Linked DNA regions of Mus musculus: all the other regions are linked to region 4. Evidence: chromatin contacts called from public HiChIP or PLAC-seq and promoter capture Hi-C data. All regions are on one chromosome and are shown on one strand. The core of a region is the stretch at or near the end of the contact, and the rest is flanking DNA. Distances in the headings are between cores, read along the strand shown.

Region 1 (4,736 bases), core at 965-3,464, 720 kb before region 4:
CCCGTGATTACAGGCCCTGTCAGTATAGCAAGCACTCCAGCTGCTAGCAAGCCAGCAGGCCTCATCAGAGCAGGGCCAGGCACATGTTCACACACGTGCCTCACCCTCAGGGACACATACGAGAGAGCATGTGTGTGCACTAGCAAGCATTTGCACACTCACACTTGCACACTGATGCATGCACACTCACATATATGTACACACTCAAATGAACATTCAGCTTATTCAGGACCAGGACCCGGGCGTCCTCAGCCAAGTTGTGTGTACATAGCCTGCACCATGTTCATCTTACCAGCGAGAACTCTCTGTGCCGTGCACATGTATAGCATCCCCTCTCCCACCCCCAGAGCAAATGATGAGTCTGACAACAAGGACAGGGACAGCAGACATAACGGGGCACTGTGGGACAAGGGCTTTTCTCAGGGACCCTCCCCTTCCTGCCAGAATCTTTCTCTTCTCTCTCCCCTAGGCTTTCCAGGCTAGCACTAGAAAGCAACGCCTTATCCCCTTCCTCATAAGCACTCTGTGTGTTCATGCCGGTGCTTCCATGGCTCGACAGTGTCCCAGGAAGAACATGTGCTGGAAGATCCCGGGGTGGCAGTGTTAGAGTTGAGGAGGTATTAGAAAGTAGAGCCATGTGGCATGTAATTAAGTCAGAACTACTCATGGAAAGAACTAATACTGATATTGGGGAATGAGCTAATTCTTAAGAGAATGGGGTGCTACAAAGCTGTTCCTGGTGTTCAGACTCCCCTTTCTGCCTTGCCCTGTGAAGTCTTCAAACACACACCCTTCCGCATGTGCTCCCAGTGTGATGCATCCACCACGTGTTGAGGAACCTAGAGGTCCTCACCAAATCTGAGATGTCCCCATGTTCTTGGGCACCTAGAACTGTGAGTTAATCTCATGCCTGGTTTTTACGAATTACTCAACTTCAAGCATTTTGTCCTAGCAACACAAAACAGTTGAAGACAGACATCTGCTATGGATCATGACTAGGACCCACTCCATCTGTGGATATGGCTGTAAGTGAAGCAGAGGGAAGACTGGCCATATAAATGGAATGCTTCGATAATGTATAGCTGGTCCTTGCTGTATAGGACTTCCTGGCTGGCTAGCTCCAGAGCTGACACTTACTGCACGTTCACAGACATTCTGGACCATTTGAGAGGCTTGACACACAGTGCTCAGCCAAATGAGAGGACACTCTGCTTTTTTGTTCCAGGTGTCCTACTTTAAAAACAAATGTCACGTCAGGGAGGTGATAAGGTTTATTTTGTCCCTATTTGTTACATGGGCTGTGAAGGACAAGAGAGTCTCAGTTTAGGGTCTGCATGGAGTCTGATGCAGCATGATGTGACTTACACACGGAAAACTGTGACAAGAGGATGGGTTAGGACATCACCCTGGTTAGAATGATTTGGATGATCCTTATTGGTTGGCTGGAAGAACTGGGTGACCCTTTGTGGGACATCTTATAGGACAATCACAGACGCAAGCTTGAGCTTCAGGGAACTACTTGGTGGTGTCCCTATAGGAGGAATGCCTACTGAGCTTTCCCCGGGCCCCACACGGCATCTTTGCTCCCCATCCAACTACCTTCTACATGGAGTTTCCTGTGCTCTAGCACCACAGAGACTAGCTTTGAGCCTTCATATGCAGACATGATCATGGAGAGACACACAGAATTTTGCCTCTGCCTTCTTGCCAGCCCCTTTTTCCGACTTTCTCCTTTCAAGCCATCCCCACAGCTGCATTGACAGCTCGACCACCCATTTCACATGCCCTTCTTCTCCTGTGTCCCCCAGACAGGCCTAGGTCTGAAGATCTTATCCCTGACTGTAGCATCCCTGGGCACAGCCTGCCTGAGGGTGGCCAAACACAGATGGCTATGGAGCCCAGGCTCCATATTCCTCATTCCTATGGGCTTGAGTAAGGGGCTTCCAAGGGGGTGTAGGCAATGGGCAGAGCTGTGGCTTGGCCCATCTGGTCTGTGCTGAGCCCTTGATGAGGAAAAACTGGTTTCAGAGCTACCGCACAGCAAGGCTGCTGGCTGAGCCACTGAAGGCCTTCTGTGAGGACATGAGAAGCCCTCAAATTCCACCCAGACTGCTCCTGTCTGCTTACCTCACATCATGATATCCAAGGCCACTGGATGTCTGGGAGGGCCCTCTGTGAAGGCCATCTGTCCAGCAAGAGACCAGAGCTACACATACCAGAGCCACGCCCAGCAGAGCTGTGGACCATGCCGGTGCCATGGCGATGCCATCTCGGCCAGCCTTTCCCAGCCCGGTAACCATGGGAATGTACTCAGGGCTGCGGCTGCTTATGCAATGCCTCTGAGGGAGGGAGGCTCGCGGACCCACCTACTTGCTGCAGGGAAGCCAGAGCCCCAAAAGAATCTGTGAACACGTATGCTACCCACCTGCTTCTCCTCACTGAGAGGCAGGGAGAGCGCCACACATTCTCATCACGTATCATGTAACAACACACTACCTGGGTTAGAATGACCTCGAGGGGAAGAGAGGACAAGAAAGAGAAAGTAGGGGCAGGGGGAAATTCTAACTAGGAAGATGTTGGCTGTCTGCATGCAGAAAGGCTCCAGCCACTCTGGCAGCCCCAGGACCCAGATGTTTGTATTATTGAGGCAGCACAGCTGCTGTGTGTGCTATTCTGGTTTCATTGCCCTGAATCTGGGAACTGGAGCCTCCTAGAGGGAAGAATGGAGAGCTGAGATGAGCGTAAGCTTGCGAGCCAGCCAGAAAGAGCACTGTCCACAGGAAGAGGTTCATACACATGAGTGAGCCAATCAGAGCTGACTGAAAAAATAAATCCAACCCTGCTGCTTCTTGTTATGTTCCAACACCACATAAGGGCTCCAGGCGTGGGGCCTCTGGGAGCCCCTGAAGCCACAGGCTAAAGGCATCACAGGCTTCTAGACACAAGCTTCAAGACACAGGCTTCCTATAGCAATTGCAGCTCTCCCGGGTCCTCTCCATCCTGGCCCTATCTCTCTCTTTGCTATCCCTCCCATGTTGAGTCCCACCTCTTGAGATTCCTGGACCTCTGAAGGTGCCCCAGAGTTCAGGAGACTCTGGCCCAAGTTCTCCTAGTCCCTCAAGCCCCAACCTTCACCTTGGCTGACAGAAATGCCCAGACAAATGGTCAGTACCCTACTAGTCTTCTCTCTCCTTGTCTCCACAATGCCCCCAACTCCCCGCAGTCTCTTCTTTTGCTTTATCAGGACCCCAGGACCCAGCTGCATGCACAGAGCCTCCTCTCCTCCCAGGGTTCCTCCTCAGCTTGCTACTCCACCCTGACACTAAACCTCCCAGGTCCACGTCCCATTCAGTCTGCATCCTTCCCCTCAGCTCCATGCCCACTGCATATGCTCTCTTGCAAATAGAGCCAAGTCTCTTATGTCTTGTCTCCGAGAAAGGCTAACCCTGCCTTCTCTAGTTGAGGTTCCCAGATTATTAATACTGACTGGTCATCAGTCACCCATGTGCCCTCCTCTCCTATTTTTTACCCTCCAGTTACTATACTTTCCCATCTCTATATGCTCCTATCACCCAAACTCCAGCCAACCATGAACCTAGCCATCATGGTGAATTCGGAGCCAGTAGCCCACTTCTCTCTACCAATTCTCATGCCAAGCCCCATGAGTTTCTGCTACTCCCTTTAGGCAAATACCCTCTTCCCAGCCGTGCTCCCACTTGGATTCTTAGTCCTCCTCAGTCCCCTGCAACCTTCATTTGATTGCACCACACCCTCCTCCACCAGTGATCTATCTCCACCTGAATGACACATGTGCCCTATTCTCTCAGAGCCAAGTACAGTCACACCTGCTTGGATCCACTTGGACCCAGAATTGCCTCCTGTTACCTACAGTGTCCCCTCCTGTCCCAGGCACACTTCAGTCAAGAGCTGCTGAACACACTGCCCCCACTTTCCCACGGCCCATTCACTTCTCAGTACCCTTCCGTCTGGCTACCCACGTCTGCCAATCCCCTGCCAAATCTGCTCTTGCTGTGCGCGGTGCTGCCAAATCCTGGATGCGCCTCCAGCCTCCTCTTGAAAGGCTGCTCAGCAGTGCTCAGACCCTTCGCCAGAAACTCCTTACCACACTCTTTGTTTGGCCCCATAATTCCACGTTCATCTGCTCTCCCTCCCACCTCTCTGGCTGTTCCTTCTCAGCCTCCTCGGAGACTCCGACTTCCCAGTCAGACCCTAAAGGAAGTCAAGCTGGTGTTGTTCCTCGTGAGGTGGCTTGGCCTGTGCTCTTGTTGCTGAAACCCAGTCATATTCCAACAGCCATGATCTCCAACTCCAAACCAGATCTCTTTCAACCCCACTTCTCCCTGCAGCCCCAAGATACCTCATGTCCACCTCACTGGGCATTTCATGGCTCTCTGTCCCTGTAGATCTGTTCAGACTGACTGCCACTCTCATCTGAAACTCTCTCCCTTCCATCTCCACACACATCCCAGGAAACCTCTGAGAAACGCTACTTCACAAGTTAACTGCCACTGTTTACAGCTTTTGTGGAGGTTTGGATATGATTGACCCAAGAAATAGCACTATTGGGAGGTGTGGTCTTGTTGTAAGGAGGCGTGGCCTTGTTGGAGAAAGTCTGTTACAATAGGGGTGGGCTTTGAGACCTCCTCCTAGCTGCCTGGAAGACAGTAAGTAGTCTCCTCCTGTTTGCCTTTAGAACAAGATATAGAACTTTCAGT
Region 2 (4,572 bases), core at 1,502-4,001, 520 kb before region 4:
GAGAAGATCAATCACCATCTAGGAGGTACACACAGGGTGGCAAAGGCCTGTGGTGATCACAAGGTCTCTGTCCCACAGCAGAAGCAATGACAAAAGTAATTACAACTGTGCATGCTGGTATGCCCCTGTACTTCCGAATACAGGAGTCAGAGGCAGGAGAATCAAGAGTATAATGACAGTCTGGGCTACACAGAGAGCTTAAAAAGAACCTGAGTAATACAAAGATGGCCCTGTCTCAGATCCACCCCAAATACCACCAACAATAACATAAGCAGTTGCCCGGCCCATGGTTCTGGCTCTCTGTGACATTAGTTAGGGTTTCTACTGCTCTACTGAAACACCAAAGTCAAAGAAGCTTGGGGGTGGGAGGGGGGCATAATTTGGTTTACACTTCCATATCACTGAAGGGAATCAGAACAGGGACTCAAACAAGGCAAGAACACAGAGGCAGGAGTTTCCATGCAGAGCATCCATGGAAGGGGGCAACTTACTGGCTTGCTCTTCGGGACTTGCTCAGCCTCAACAGCCTGTATTCATATAGAACTATCCACTATGGACTGGGCTCTCCCTCATCAATCAGTAATCAAGAAAATGCCCTAGAGGCTTGCCTATAGCCTGATTTTATAGAGGCATTTTTTTTAAATTGAGGTTCCCCTCCTCTCAGATTACTTTAGCTTATGTCACACTGACATAAAACTAGCCAGCACAGGTAGTAAATAAAGACACCCCTCTTTGTACTTTTAGATATAAACCATGGGAGGAAGATGGTTTCTGAGGTGTTACCTAGTTGGGAGGTCAGCTTGGTGTCTCTGTCTAGAAGGTGAAATAAGCAGATGTGACCACTGTAATAGAAGTGTCAAGGTGAGTCCAAGGACAATCCTGATCAATTCTGATCATGGGAGTGACCAGAAGTGCTTGGGGAGAAACAGGCCTTGTCACAGGGCAGAAGCGATCAAGGGAACCATGAAGGAGAAGCTAGGGCCAAGCTGTGAGGCCTCAGGATTGTCAGTGAGGGCTCAGGATTGCACTCAAGAATTGAAGGCCTCTCGGGTACTTCTAAATCTAACCCAGTCTTAAAAAGCAGCAGCGATCAGCCTCTCAGGGCATGACAACACGGATCATCCAACTTGCATCAAGGACTCGGTGACAGAGAGTCAAAGCAGAGGCAATAAAGCCAGGTGCATTGCAATGTTTCCAAATAAAAATCATTCTGAAAGAGCACACAGGCATTTCAGAACAGGTACAGTCAGAGCTGGTATAAAGTGGCAAAACCAGTGAAAAGTTGAATACCTGTGTTGTATGTAAGTATCCAGGGCAAGGAGGCGTCAAGGTCCAGCCTGCTCACCCTCGGGCAAGTTTCTTTGCTGCCTTGTCCCATAACACTCTGATATGAAAAGGAATACTGTAAGTATACTTATCTTCCAGGATGGTTAGGGACATTTGAGAAGATCAATCACCATCTAGGAGGTACACACAGGGTGGCAAAGGCCTGTGGTGATCACAAGGTCTCTGTCCCAGAGCAGAAGCAGTGACGAAAGTAATTACAACTGTGCATGCTGGTATGCCCCCGTACTTCCGAATACAGGAGTCAGAGGCAGGAGAATCGAGAGTGTAAAGACAGTCTGGGCTACACAGAGAGTTTAAAGAGAACCTAGGCGCTGCCTGGGCATCACTAGTGCTCACTCATCAGACATGAGTGGACTGTAAAAGTTCCCGTTAGAGAGAAGATGAGGTAGTAACGTCAAACTTACATTTCAAACTAATAGCACATACCTAAACTTCCACCATCTGACCTCAAATCCTTTTCCTTTGTTCCATGCAAACACACACACACACACACACACACACACACACACACACACACACACACTCACACATACGCACGCACACACGCATGCATGTTTCAATCTCAAATTAGTGCCCCTTGGGCCAGCTCAATATGACATCATGTGGAAGCACAGATCCCTAGTGTATAGTCCTCAGCCCCTTTGTGTAAACTACAAGCCAGTGTGGGACTCCTGGAGTCTAGGAAGTGCCTTCCTCTCCTAGACCCCCATGGGGGACTCAAGAGCCTCCCTAACTTGTAAACACTTTGAAAACTCTTCTGGCAGTAAGAGAATTTACATAATTCCCCCCACAAAAGCTCATTCAGCAGCTAGAATTTCCATCATTGATTAAAATGATCAAAAGGACTGCCTGTCCAGAACTTTCCTTTAGAAAGTTCTTTTCTACAGACATGTCCTGTGCTCCTGGCTGGGAGAACTTGCTCCGCCCTGGACACCCTTGCCAATCTGGCACTGCTGTGACAGAGGGGACCAGGGGAGGGCAGCCAAGCAAGCGCAGGCCTGGCTTTGTGGACGTGCCCTTGCATTAGGGAGGGCTGGCTTCTGGGAAATGTAGTTTCCTTGTCCCGAGAAAGGGGCGCTCTTGGGGAAATCTCTGAGGCGAACAGAAGGCATGGAATGCTCCCCCCACCCTCGAAGGTGCAAAGATGCTAATGGAAACCACTGGTTGCCCCCCAACTTAAGAAGATACTAGTGGGTTTCGGAGTGTCCAGACATTACCTTTCTGCTAAGAAACTCCCTGACCAGGGAGGCGGCCACCTCCTCCACGTACAGACTGTCCATGCTGCTAGCGCTGCCCACGAGGCCACGCGGCCGCCTGCAGCCCCAGGCCCCTTAATCCGTTGGGCCCAGTAAAGCGGCGTTGCCGTGGCGACGGTGGCATCCGCGCCAGGAAGAACTCCTCCCCTTCCTGGGAAACAAGCGTTCTAGGAGGGCGGGAGAGAAGGGAGGGAGGAGCATCCTCCAAGCCGCTACTCTCTGCCAGTTGCTGTGCCAGCAGCTGAAGGCGGGACTTAGCCTATGAGTTCTGGGCGCCGAGTTGACTGACTCTGGTTTTTTGTGGTGGATGTCACTGGCCTAATCAAAGGTTCTATTTCTCCATACACAAAATGGGAAACACGCCCTACCCTGTGGTTCTTAAAGTCTGAACTGGCAGGGAAGCAGGGCCCTGACAGTCCACCCTCAGGATTGCAGTTACCTCCCGGGTTCACTTGAGACACAGACTTCAGTGTTCTGGCCTCTGTTATGGCAAGGGCGCTTAGACTCCAATTTCTGGCATCTAGAAACTGGAAGGATGGGAAACTGCCGAAGCCCAGGTCTTTGCCAGTCCCTTGGGTAGCACCTCAACTTTCTCCAGGACTGTACTTTGCCTGTTGCGTTGGTTTGCTGGGGCTGCTATAATAAAACGCCGCAGACTGTGGCTTCAACAACAAAGTTACTACCTTGCAATCCTGTATGTAGCCTGCAAGCTGGTGAACAGGTGGCACCAGGGCTTTTATGGCTCGAGTTCCCTCCCGTTGACATCTTCTTTCTGTGTCTTTACAGAGCCTCCCTCTAAATGTATCTGTGTGCTATTATTCATCTCTTCTTAGAACACTGAACACAGTTAAGTGTTCACCATAACAACCTCCTTTAATGTTACTGTACCTCCAGATAAGTCACATTCTAGATGCTACAAGGCATTAGGACCTCAACTTAGGAACGTTATGCTCTCAACTCAGCACATATCACCCACACTCCTACATACAAATTATTTTCTCTAAACTAATGTTTCTTATTTTTTTCTTAAAATTGTTTCCAGGCAGTGATACTCACAAAATCTTAGGTTTGTATGATTATTCAATTCTGAGAAACCTTAAAACATTTATAAAATTAGAAAGGTATGTTGTATGTAAGATTGTCTCACAGCCAACGGCACATGCACTGTGTCTGGAGACTTCATGGTCCGCTTTGGTGTCCTGAGGATGTCATTGTATTAGGACAGTTATAATTTCCAGGCATCCTCACCGTCTAACCCTCCAAGGAGGTCTCTGCAAACTCACCTTAGCTGCATGTGGGTAAAGTGAAGATAGCAATCAGGAACCTTGCCAGGGGACCTGCTATTTCAGATGTAAGGACACACTAGTAAATGTGTTATCATTTAAAGCGCAAGGCAGACTTTCTTACATAGACATAAGTAAGACAAGAGCTTGCATGTCAAAAACCGGTAATTGCTTGTCTTCGTTTTGTTTTCTGTTGCTGGGACAAAATACTGTGATCCACAGTTGTAGGTTTCAGATCCATCACAGAAACAGGAGCTTGAGGGAGTTAGTTGGTCAGATCACACCCACAAACAAGAAGAGAGCACAGTAAATATATGCATGCTCAGCTGCCCTCACTCTTGGTTAAAGGTGTATTTATTTTTATTCTGTGTGGGGAAATTTGCTTGCATTTATGCATGTGTACCATGTGCATGTGTGGTGCCAGGGACTCAGAAAAGAATGTTGGATCCCCTGCAACTGGAGTTACAGATAGTTGAGGGCCACCATGTAGGTGCTGGGAACGGAACCTGGAACGGAGCAACAAGTACTCTTAACCAGTAAGTAATATCTCCAGCCCCGCTTCTTCACTCTTACACAGTTCAGGATTCCTGCCTAGAGAATGAAGCCACCCACAGTGGGCAGGTCTTCCTGCCTCAATTACCATATTCAAAATGATCCCCCTCCACCAACCTAATCTACATGATCCT
Region 3 (5,166 bases), core at 1,438-3,937, 650 kb before region 4:
CATTCCCAGCCCCTCCATAACCAGGAGCCAGTGCCCCAAGAGAGCCACATGTCAAAGGTTCATTATTTGTTTGGATGAGATAGTAGGAACCTCAGCACAATATTTGGTCCCTCCTCTGATGCCGCTGCTGGGGGTCCTCTTAGCCAAGCCCTTTGGGGGTCAGTAATTTAGCTCCAGCCAACAATATAAGCCAGTAGTGTCAGAGTAGCAGGAATGACCCCAGAACCTAGGCTGCTTGTGAACCTCAGGATGCTCACCTCCAGGAAGACTCAGTGGCTAACAACAAACAGGGCTTAGGGTGCCTGCCTTCTTCCCCAAGCTGTTCTCACACTGGCCTGAAGCGTTTTTTCTCCTTCAGCTGTATATATCTTGCCTGACACAGATACTCTGGCACCTCTGGAAAACTGGGGAAGGGGGGTAAGGAGTCTGAAGTGGGGTGTAGCCAGGCTCAGGTGCTGCCTGCTAAAGCAATCACATTCTGCCTCTACCTTGGATGACCGTATTAGAAATGCAAAGCCTTTGCCAGCAAGGGCATAGGTCTTGCCTGTCACTTGACTTGGAAGAGACAAGATCTAGGAGGGAGCAGGCACTGCTTCCATCCTCCCCATCCCCCACCTCGGTAGCAACTCGAACCTCCTCGAAGGAATTCACTAAGGCACCTAGCCCTGCTCCTATTGGAGAGACTGAAGTCTAGAGGGACACGGCCCGTCTAACCCTGCTCCAAGTTTTCTCCAGCTAAAGTCTAAACTCCAGCCATGGGGCTAATCTTCAATCCCCAGCTGAGCAGAGGTTGACTTAAAAGTGTGATGGTGAGGTGTCACTGTGGTACAGAAGTGCTCATCCCTGCAGCAGAGCCACGGCAGCTGCCCTCTGCACCAGACTTTCACCTCCCTCCTCCTGGTCTGCATCTCCAGGACCTGAACTTCAGCTGGGAAACGAAAGATGTCTAATCACGCATAGCTATCCAACTCACCGGACAGAGTCCTGGCTCACGCCCTTGCGCCTATCCCCATGCATCTACCCTGCTGGGGTCCAGCCAGCTTCGTTTCTCTGGACCTTATTCTACCACTCTGCCGTTAGTCTTTGCCTCTGGTGAGGGACTCCAGCCTATTCCATTCTGAGACACCCTACACCCTTACTCAGATACTCCTGCTAAACCCAAGTGAACTCAGTCATCATGGGCACTTAGCTAAGAAACTGGAAAAGGTCAGTGGCCAGGCAGCCACCACAGAGGCCACTTAGTCATGTAGAGTAGCCCAAAGACAGTTATGTTGAGCAGTCGCCACGTACTGTTGCCAGCGTCTGCTTATCATTAAAGCCAGGAACAATGGGTACAAGTGCTTACACACTCTCCAACAACACAGCATCAACGTGAAAATAGCTTACACAAGTTCAGGACCCAAGCAGACACTCACACACCTTCGCTTCCACCTCCGCACACAACAAGCCAGCATGCCCCACGGTTCAGTGGCCAGGGACTGCTGAGCTGAGCCCTTCTCCTGAACTGGTATCTAGAAAACTCTCCCAAAGCTCCAGAGAGAGTATTGTTCTCTCAACTTTGTCTAATTATTGGGGGTAGAGGGAGGAAAGGGGGCTGTCTCCTGACTTTCTGAGGAAGTTGATTTGGGGACCTGGCTAAGGATTAGAAGCCGATTAGAAGCCCAGGCAACTTATCAAGAGAGTCACACTCAGACACTTGCAGAAGTGGCTTTAAACACACTGGGTAGCTGGAGAAAATGTACTCGGGACAGTAGGTAGAGGTTGCCTAGTGCACGGGACTGCAAAGGGGGAAGGTGACTGCTCAGGTAGCTCAGAAGAGGGGAGGAACTGCTGGCATGCACCTAGCTGCCCCTCCAGCTCATTCCTGGCAGTAGCTACTCTGCAGGGGACTTTGGCACAACCATATTGTCTAGCTCCTCCATTCTCACAGCACCAACCAGCAAAGAGACCATGCAGTACAACTGAGTTCTAGCCCCAGTTCTCAGCATGACTCCAGAAACCTTCATCCTTCTCTCTGTTCTTCAGTATCCCCCTTGTACAGTAGGCAAATGGAGCCAGCTCCCTCTCTGTCTTCTCCTACAGACACCCTAAGCCTAAGATACCCCACTCACGTCATTGCGGCCAAGTGAATTGTCGACTAGGGAGGAGGTGATGCCCGAGAGAATGGCCGTGGCGACGATGGCTCCCACACACTGGGCGATGATGTACATGACAGCCCGGAGGATGCTGATCTGACAGCTGAGCAGGAGCCCCAGTGTGACCGCAGGGTTGAGGTGAGCACCGCTGATGTGACCCACACTTTGGGCCAGAGTAGCGATGCTCAAACCAAAGGCCAGCGACACCTTCACGTTGTCCTGGACCAGCGTCTGGTTTCTCTCCAGTGGGTAATTGAAGCCTAGGGCAGAACCAATGCTGATGAAGACGAAGAGGGTCATGGCCAGGAACTCAGCCACCACAGCCCTCCAGAAGAGCTTCTTCTTGATTTCACTGGCCATGCTGGCAGGGACCTCGACTTAACCGCTGGATGCCTGGTGCTCAACTCCCTCCAAGAGCTGAGCCACAGCCTGGGCTGGGCCTATTTATAGGGCTGGGTGGGGGGAGCACAAAGGGAGGAAGGCCTCTCCTTGCTCCTGGCCCGCCCCACACCACACGAGCCTCCTCGCTGCGATGGATGCAGACAGGGCTCTGCTGTCTGCCTGCCAACTTTTTCCTTCCTCCTCTCCCCCTCCTGCCCTCCCTTGCTCCCTCCACCCGCCTCAGCCCTCGGCCCTGCCCAGCGTAAGGAGGCAGGAGGCAACCGTTGCTCTAATAGGCTTTGGGAAATTCTTCCAAGCTGGCTCTTCTCAGGGGGCCAGAGAAATCCAGGTGTCCCCGCCCAGCCTGCAAAGCTCAAGGGTGCCTGAGGGCAGAGGCTGGCACTCTAGAAGGGGTGGGGAATAGGGGTTGTCTGGACTCCCCAGACGGACATTGCCCTCCCTGGAGGTGGCACCAGAAATTGCCTGCCTGTCCCATCCCACTCTGAGCAGAGTTAGTAATCTGAAGTTCTCAGGCTGAGAAATCTGTGGGCCAGTCTGGCCTCCAATGTCCTGGCCTGGGCCAAGCAGCTGCATGTCACTTTGGGGATGTGTCCTCGCCCCCCGGGCCTCATTGATGGGAGTAGAGAAGCTTTCTGGGAGCCACCTATCATTCTTTAGACAATGGCAGACCTTAGCCAAGCAAGGTTGCTGGAAAACTCCCCCAATTCCTCAAACTTAAAACAATTTGAGGCCATGATTTGAGAGGGGGTGGGGAAGATAATGTTGCTTAGGCTTTTTTTTTTTCTCTAATAGATAAAGTAGCTAGCAGGTCACTGAAGAGATGGAAGGAATGACAGCTGGACCTGAAAAGGAGCGAATGGGAGACATGGGCTGGGGCTAAGAGACAGATGCAGTGATGGGATGATAGGCAGAGCAACAGGAAGCATTATCCGAGTGATGGTGGAAAGTGGAAGAGGTTTCCAGCCTTGCAGGAGACAGCGGCCAGGCTATGGATGTGCTCACGCATACAATATTCAACTGGGCACTGGATTCAGTCACTAGCATCACAGGAAAAAACAGCACGTCAGAAACAGGAAGAGACAAACGGAGCAGAGGAGACATAGGCCGGACAAGAATCTAGATAGAGAAAGAGGAGAGAGGAAGGTAAGGGAGACCAGAGGCACTTTCCAACACCAGGAGGGGTGGAGAGGAGGTGGGGGCAGACAAAGCACCCACCATGTTTCCTGTGTACCCCCAAAATCCCGAGTAAAGGACCAGAGAACTGGTCGGTCACTTGCCTACTGTTTGAGTGTGCTGGAAGGTATACCAGGCCCATAGGGAGGCTCTCTCTGTGGCCACAAGGTAGGACCTGTTATGATTGGTCCCTCTCTTTCCATCTTAGTCCTTATCAGAATCATTGGCTTCTTACCCATCAGAGGTGGAAAAACAACACTCACTGAGAAAGAAGAAATGTCTTTGAGTCTGACATCTGTCAAGATAGGGCCAAGCACCTTCTATCCTACAGAGAATGACATTGTCCCTCAAGGGCCAGGTTGTATTCAGCCACAGTCCTGGAACCAGATGTGACCTACAGAAATCCCATGCTATGTTTGATGGGAGCAGGTGGCTGGTTGGGAAGTAATTTACCACCACACACCTAAACACTTAGAAGGCCAGGAGGAGTGGCTCTGAGTAGAAAGGTGGTGTAGTGGCTGCTTGGCAGCTGGATGCAATCAAAGACTTATTAACCCTCTAGAGAGGCAGTCAGGATGATGGAGCAGGCACTTCCTGGAAGCTCTACCACATCCTATATTCTGAGAGGTTTCCCAGGGACACAGCCCCCTCAAGGAACTCACTCTTTGGGCCCAGGGGCCTCTAATCAGAGATCTTTCTGCAAGGCTGTGTAGGGCTCAGATCTGATGCTGTCTGCCTCAGGGACCTAATCAAGAGGATTCTAGGAAAACAGTAGGGAGAGCTGGCCCTGCACCAAAGGCTGGTGGGGCCCGGCAGCAGAACTGTGCATCAGAACCAAGTGAGGTATATGAGCATTTGTGGACCTAAGCATGTCTGTCCCAAGAGGCTGTGGCAGTACCTGCAGACCAGGTTTGTAGCTGAAGTATGTGGTATGCTAGTGTGTGTGTGTGTGTGTGTGTGTGTGTGTGTGTGTGTGTGTGTGTGTAAAACAGTGGTGAGATTCTCTTGGATACTACTAATATTTTCTTTAGCACAAGTATTTTATTAGCACTAATATCATGCCAAACACCACTCTGGAGACCACAGGAACAACCATAGGCCACAAAGACCAGCCCCTTGTCTTCTTGAATCTTCCCGTCTGCTACATAAGCTCATCAACTATTTAGACCCACTAACAACTGAACCTATGAACATGGCTTCATCCTTTGGGCAAAGAAGATGCCATCAGAATGCAGGCATTGCCTGAAATATCAGTGTGAACCTTTTCTATCACTACTTCCCACAATGCCCAGGGGCCCCTGCAATTCTGAACTGGCTATTTGCATGTTAAAGTGGAAAGGTTTCTGGCTGTATGTCAGGCAGAAAGGCCCTATACCTCATTCTTTTTCCTTGGCCTGTCACAATCCAGGCTGGTTGTCCAGGAGAGGCAGGCTGTGAACTAGGCAGTGCCTTGCTG
Region 4 (4,976 bases), core at 85-2,584:
ATCATATTTTATTGGGCAGATGTGCACCTGTCCTGTCCGGGTCTCAGGGATCCTAGGTTGAACTTCCCATGGATGGATGAGGTGTACGGACCCAGCGGGGTGGGGGGATATGTCCAGCTTTGTCATTTCACCTGATGAGCCAAGCGGTCGATGCACCATGCACCACCCCATCTTCCTCTGCTGCAGCAGCGCCTCCAGCCTCAGGCCATCGACCACACGATTACCCTCATCCCCAGCTGCCTCCATCTTACATTTGGGGACTATTATTTACAGTGCTTACAAACACTCCACGAAGCGCCATCCCTGCCCTGCCTACACACCTCCCATCACAACCGCGTGCTCTCAGTATCTCCTTCCTAAACTGTCAGCACCAGAATACCTAGTGGGAGGGATGCTGGCCAAAGGTATGGTCGCTGTAGTTCCTGGTTCTGGTCCCTCTGGACCTGGGTGTGTGGGGTTTTCCTCTGGAAAAGCCGAAAGGCCTCGGCGAGGACACAGTAGCCTCATGGCAGGCTAGAACCCGAATGGGCTACAAACACTTGCTGGCAGCTCATTGAGGAGCTAGGGAAGCAGGAGACCCGGGATAGGCGTGCCCCCGCGAACGCGCGCGTGTGCACGCGCGTGCATTTTTAAGCTCCAGGGCGTAATTCCGCAAAGAGGGTCCAAAAGATCTATCACTGCGGGTGTGGACAGAGGCTTTGTGTCCGTTTGAGAGACTCGCAGGCTGGAGAGGGGGCCCTGTTGGGAGGAGCGGCTGCAGAGTTGTGTCTGAGACCCCGAGGGGGACTGACACCTCTCGGGGACCCGACCTCGGATCCTGCCGCAGGGACTATGAGCCCCGCCCGGTGGGTGCCCCATAGAGGCTCCCATGGGATGCTCTTAGCCACGCGCCCGGTGCGCGATGGTCCGGTAGGTTGCCACACCTCCGCTCCCTGGCACCCTGGCACCCTGCCACCGCTATCCGCCCCACCCGGCCCCCCTGGAGGAGCTTGGGCAAAGCGGAGCGCGCCCGTCCCGTGCACTCACAAAGCTGTCGCCGCAGCCGTTGTCCGGACACAGTACGTAGAAGGAGACGCCCGGGTCGGCGTAGAAGTCCATCCTGCGCTCCGTCTCCTCGGCGGCGATGAGCTCAAAGGGCGTGCTGGAACACCACTTCTCCGCGACATCTGCCAGCTGCTGGAAGTCCATGGCGGCGCCGCCCGCGCCTCCTCCGGGGCTCACGGCTCCCGGGTCTGTTTACACCGCCCGCTCCGCCTCCGCCCCGCCCCCACCCCCACCGCCCGCCTTGAAAGGAACCCAAGCACCCCGGGGCCCCGCCAGTCCGGGGCCGCCCCGGCTCGTGACGTCACGAACTCTGGCCAATCCCCGGAGCCCTACTCGGCGCCGCCCGGAGCCCGGTGACGTCAGGGTGGGCGGGGCGCCCGTCTCTGCAGGTGGCGGCGGGGTGGGGCGGGGCTGGCTCCGGACCCCTGGTTTGGAGCCAGTTTGGAAGGCTTTCTCTGGAATCCGCTATAAACGCGAGGGACGCACCCAGAAGTACAGATTGCTTGGTCCTTGCCAGGGCTGATTGTAGAGGTGCTGCGAGCACCCGGGGAAACAGCTTTGCTTTCTACAGAAGCCAAAATTCGGTCCTCCCAGGAACCCAGAGTGTGTTTTCTAGACTGATTTGGAAGGAAGTGTACACGCACATCAAGCTGCGTGCTTCTTACAAATACCTTCACTGATTTGGCTTGAATTTATATTATATGACTTAAAATGGCCAACTGTTGTTTTGTTTGTTGGGTTTGAGGTTTTGTTTTGTATTTTGAGTTGCTGGAAAATTGAACCCAGAGTCGTGCTTTTCAGGCATGTTACCACCGAGCCACACCCCAACCCTGCTTGGAAAGCAAGGAGCCTGCCCGTTGACTACACCTGTTGAATGCTCTGGCTGCTGCGTGCCCAGCAGACACACTGGTTTACAGGGAGTAGAAGAGTCCTCGTCTGAACACTTGGCTTCCGGAAGGGACACATTAAATAGCATTCATTCTATAAACATTTATTCGTGGTTATTTTTAAACTGCGCCTTCTGAACCAGGAGCCTTGCTAGCTGGGGTGTAAACATGAATGAGCTGGGGTCTAAACGCCTCAGTAAGCTGGCAGTCTAGCCAAGGGGAGCCCAGCTAGTGCACCTGTTATTACAGGCAGAAGACGTTATTCCACAGTCATCTGTTTTGATCATTTCTGTGGCAGAATTTCCTTACGTTTATTTGCTTGTCTTTGCATTTGTCTTTAGACTGTGGGAGTGATTCTTCCTCTACTCCCTGACTTCTGAGGCTAAGAGAACCCACTTGACAGTGTGACTGGGATATGTCCTGGGAACCCCAGTTTCCACATCTGTGAAAATGGGTATATATTCATGACCTTATAGTTAGGGTTTGAGAAAGTGTGTGTGTGTGTGTGTGTGTGTGTGTGTGTGTGTGTGTGTGTGTGTGAAAGGAATAGAAATCCAGTGGGTTTTTCTACAATTTACTCATTTTTATCTGTATGAGTGTTTTTGCATAAATGTATTGGTGTGTACCATGTATGTGTCTGGTGTCCAGAGACCAGAAGAGGGTATTGGATAGCCTGGGACTGGAGTTACAGGCCTTTGTGAGCCACCATGTGTGTATCATCAAATCTAGGTTCTTAGGGAGAACAGCTAGATGCCTTAACTAATGAGCCATCTCTCTAGCCCTGGGTTTTTTAAATGTAGGAAATTTGATTATATGCCTAGGCTTATAGCAGTACTCATTGGTGTCCGATGTGTGAAGCAGTATTGATTAGCTTGACATTCTGTTAAACCAAGCATGAATGTTAAATTTTGGATGGCTGCTGATTTGACATGGCATTTATGTAATATGTGTAGAAATGTGCACAAGCTCGAGACTGTCTAACACCCAGAATGGATGCTGAAATTCAGTGGTGCATTAATTACACTCATCTCTCATGATCTACATTTTGACTGAAATAATGGAACAAGAGAGAGGGGTTATCTTTGTTATACAGGAGCAGAGTCTGGAGGAGGGCCAGCCAGAACACATCTGGCGAGGGGTTGATCACGAGGCTCCTCTGTGAGGGCCTTCATATAGCTTGACAGATAAGTTGAGGCAAACTCCTCTCTGCTGCCTCACTAGAGACACACATTAGAACAGAGGCTGCGTAACAAAGGACCAGGAAACTTGGTGGGATAAACTTCGGGCACAGTTTTGTAGGCTTAGAGTCTTAAAACTTACACTTAATAAGCATTGTCAACCACTTCAACACCCCTTCTAGCCCACTGTCTGAAGGGAGGGGAGAAAAGATGGTACATAGACAAGGGGATGTGGACCTGTTTAGAAGCAGTTCTTTGAGGGTGATTCCAGTCTCCGTTTGTCAGGATGCCAGCAGTCCTGTTCTGTAGAGTCAGGATAGCAATCAGGAATCAGCAGCGGCGGCATGATCCAGCAGAAGCAGCCAGGTCTCCGAGACAGTGGGAGCGACTAGGAGCAGCAGCGACCCCAAGAGAAGTTCTCTGCTGTGCTTCTCTCAAGGAAGTGAAAATCCACAGACTAGAGGTCAGCTAAGCATTGCAAGGCTAGCTATGCAAGCACACTGCCACTGTCCCTTGAGTCCCCTTTATATTCTCTCCAAACATCACAGTGTCCTCCAATAGGTCTTTCCTCAGCAAAACACCATGTGAGTCTGCATCAGATGACACAACCAGAAATTTGCACTTCAAAACTTTCTGGTTTTGTTTGTGGATTGTGTGTGTGTGTGTGTGTGTGTGTGTGTGTGTGTTGTTTTGTTGGTTTGGGTTTTTTTGGGGGGGGTGCGGGGGAGTGATGTTGGGGATGGAGGAACCCAGGTCCTCTCACACATCAGGCAAGCAATTTCCCCCTGTGCTGCAGACCCAGCCTAAGGTTACTGTCGTCTTTTAAAATCGTGATACTTACAGAAGTGCAAGGCAGAGCACCAGAACTGTGCTTGACTCCTCAGTGACACCTGTACTTCTGTGACTGAATCAGGAACGCAAAATGGTCGGACGGCCACCGGGCAGGAGTGAAAGGCGGCCACCGGGCAGGAGTGAAAGGCACTTAGCTGGGTGCAGGGTTTACTTACACTAAGATTGGCTCTCTGTAAAGCAGTTCAACCACAAACTCTAGAATCCCAACACCCAGAAAGGGAGGCTCGCTCTCAGCTCACATGGAGCTCTCCATAGACCGTCTCAAGAAACCTTTTGTGTTTCTTTTTTTTTTTTTTTTTTTCCGGTGCCCTGTGCTGGTCTCCTTGGAAGAAAGAACCTCAATTAAGAAATGTCTTCATCAGATTGACCCACGGGCAAGTCTGTAGGATGTTTTCTTGATTGTTGACTGATGTAGGAGGACAGTCCGCCATGGGGAGGTGCCACTCCTAGGCAAGGGGTCCTGGGAAATATAAAAAAGATAGCTGGCCTTGATCCCAAGAGCAAGCCAGTAAGCAGACGCCAAGGTTTCAGCTTCAGATCCTGACTCCAGGCACTGCCTAGGCTCCCTACTATGATGACTGTGAGTAGTAGTATATGTAACTCAAATATGTAATATGTAACTCAAAATGTAACTCTTCCCTCTCCAGGGTTTTTTTTTTTTTTTTTTTTGCCAGTTTTTTTCTTTTAAAACCAAATCACAGCAATATAAAGCAAACCAATACAGACTCTTTTTCCTTTTGTGATCATAATAATTTCAAAGAAAGATTGTTTATCATCATCATCACCACAGGGTTGGGGGTTGGAGCGAGGGTCTTATGCAGGCAAGGCAAGTACTCTACCCCTGCGCTATAACCCAGCCTTAAAACAAGTTTAGTCTAGTCCTGTAAAATCCAGTATAAAATTAAGTTCTTTCTAGAGGGTGGGTTTTCTTTTTTAGATTTATTTATTTATTTTATGTGAGATACACTGCCGCTATCTTCAGACACACCAGAAGTGGGCATTGAATCCCTGTTAC

What was found. Promoter capture Hi-C pulls out the DNA fragments that hold promoters and counts their contacts. HiChIP or PLAC-seq counts read pairs in DNA pulled down with a chosen protein or histone mark.
Region 1: a promoter capture Hi-C map of stem cell-derived epiblast-like cells shows a contact between it and region 4, with 7 times the contacts expected there. The contact joins the promoter of 6430584L05Rik here to the promoter of Mturn in region 4. A contact is called at or near these places in 3 of 39 promoter capture datasets (the 3T3-L1 cell line, liver and stem cell-derived epiblast-like cells).
Region 2: a promoter capture Hi-C map of embryonic stem cells shows a contact between it and region 4, with 3 times the contacts expected there. The contact joins the promoter of Mindy4 here to the promoter of Mturn in region 4. A contact is called at or near these places in 15 of 39 promoter capture datasets (the 3T3-L1 cell line, 3T3-L1-derived adipocytes, the C10 cell line and 7 more), 1 of 484 Hi-C or Micro-C datasets (embryonic stem cells), 2 of 115 datasets of contacts at active chromatin or transcription factors (large pre-B cells and stem cell-derived neural progenitor cells) and 2 of 9 other capture datasets (embryonic stem cells and liver).
Region 3: a FOXA1 HiChIP or PLAC-seq map of pancreatic cancer cells shows a contact between it and region 4. The contact joins the promoter of Aqp1 here to the promoter of Mturn in region 4. A contact is called at or near these places in 2 of 115 datasets of contacts at active chromatin or transcription factors (extraembryonic endoderm stem cells and pancreatic cancer cells).

What each region holds. Positions count from the first base shown.
Region 1 is chr6:55,394,365-55,399,100 of GRCm38.p6, reverse strand. 6430584L05Rik (RIKEN cDNA 6430584L05 gene) reads right to left here and starts at 2,214. Exons shown (of 4, transcript NR_046179.1): 1 at 2,128-2,214.
Region 2 is chr6:55,201,562-55,206,133 of GRCm38.p6, reverse strand. Mindy4 (MINDY lysine 48 deubiquitinase 4) reads right to left here and starts at 2,751. Exons shown (of 18, transcript NM_001142781.1): 1 at 2,565-2,751. The coding sequence starts at 2,627.
Region 3 is chr6:55,333,820-55,338,985 of GRCm38.p6, reverse strand. It overlaps Aqp1 (aquaporin 1), which reads right to left and starts at 2,687. Exons shown (of 4, transcript NM_007472.2): 1 at 2,112-2,687. The coding sequence starts at 2,495.
Region 4 is chr6:54,677,982-54,682,957 of GRCm38.p6, reverse strand. Mturn (maturin, neural progenitor differentiation regulator homolog (Xenopus)) reads right to left here and starts at 1,334. Exons shown (of 3, transcript NM_001289740.1): 1 at 1,027-1,334. The coding sequence starts at 1,188.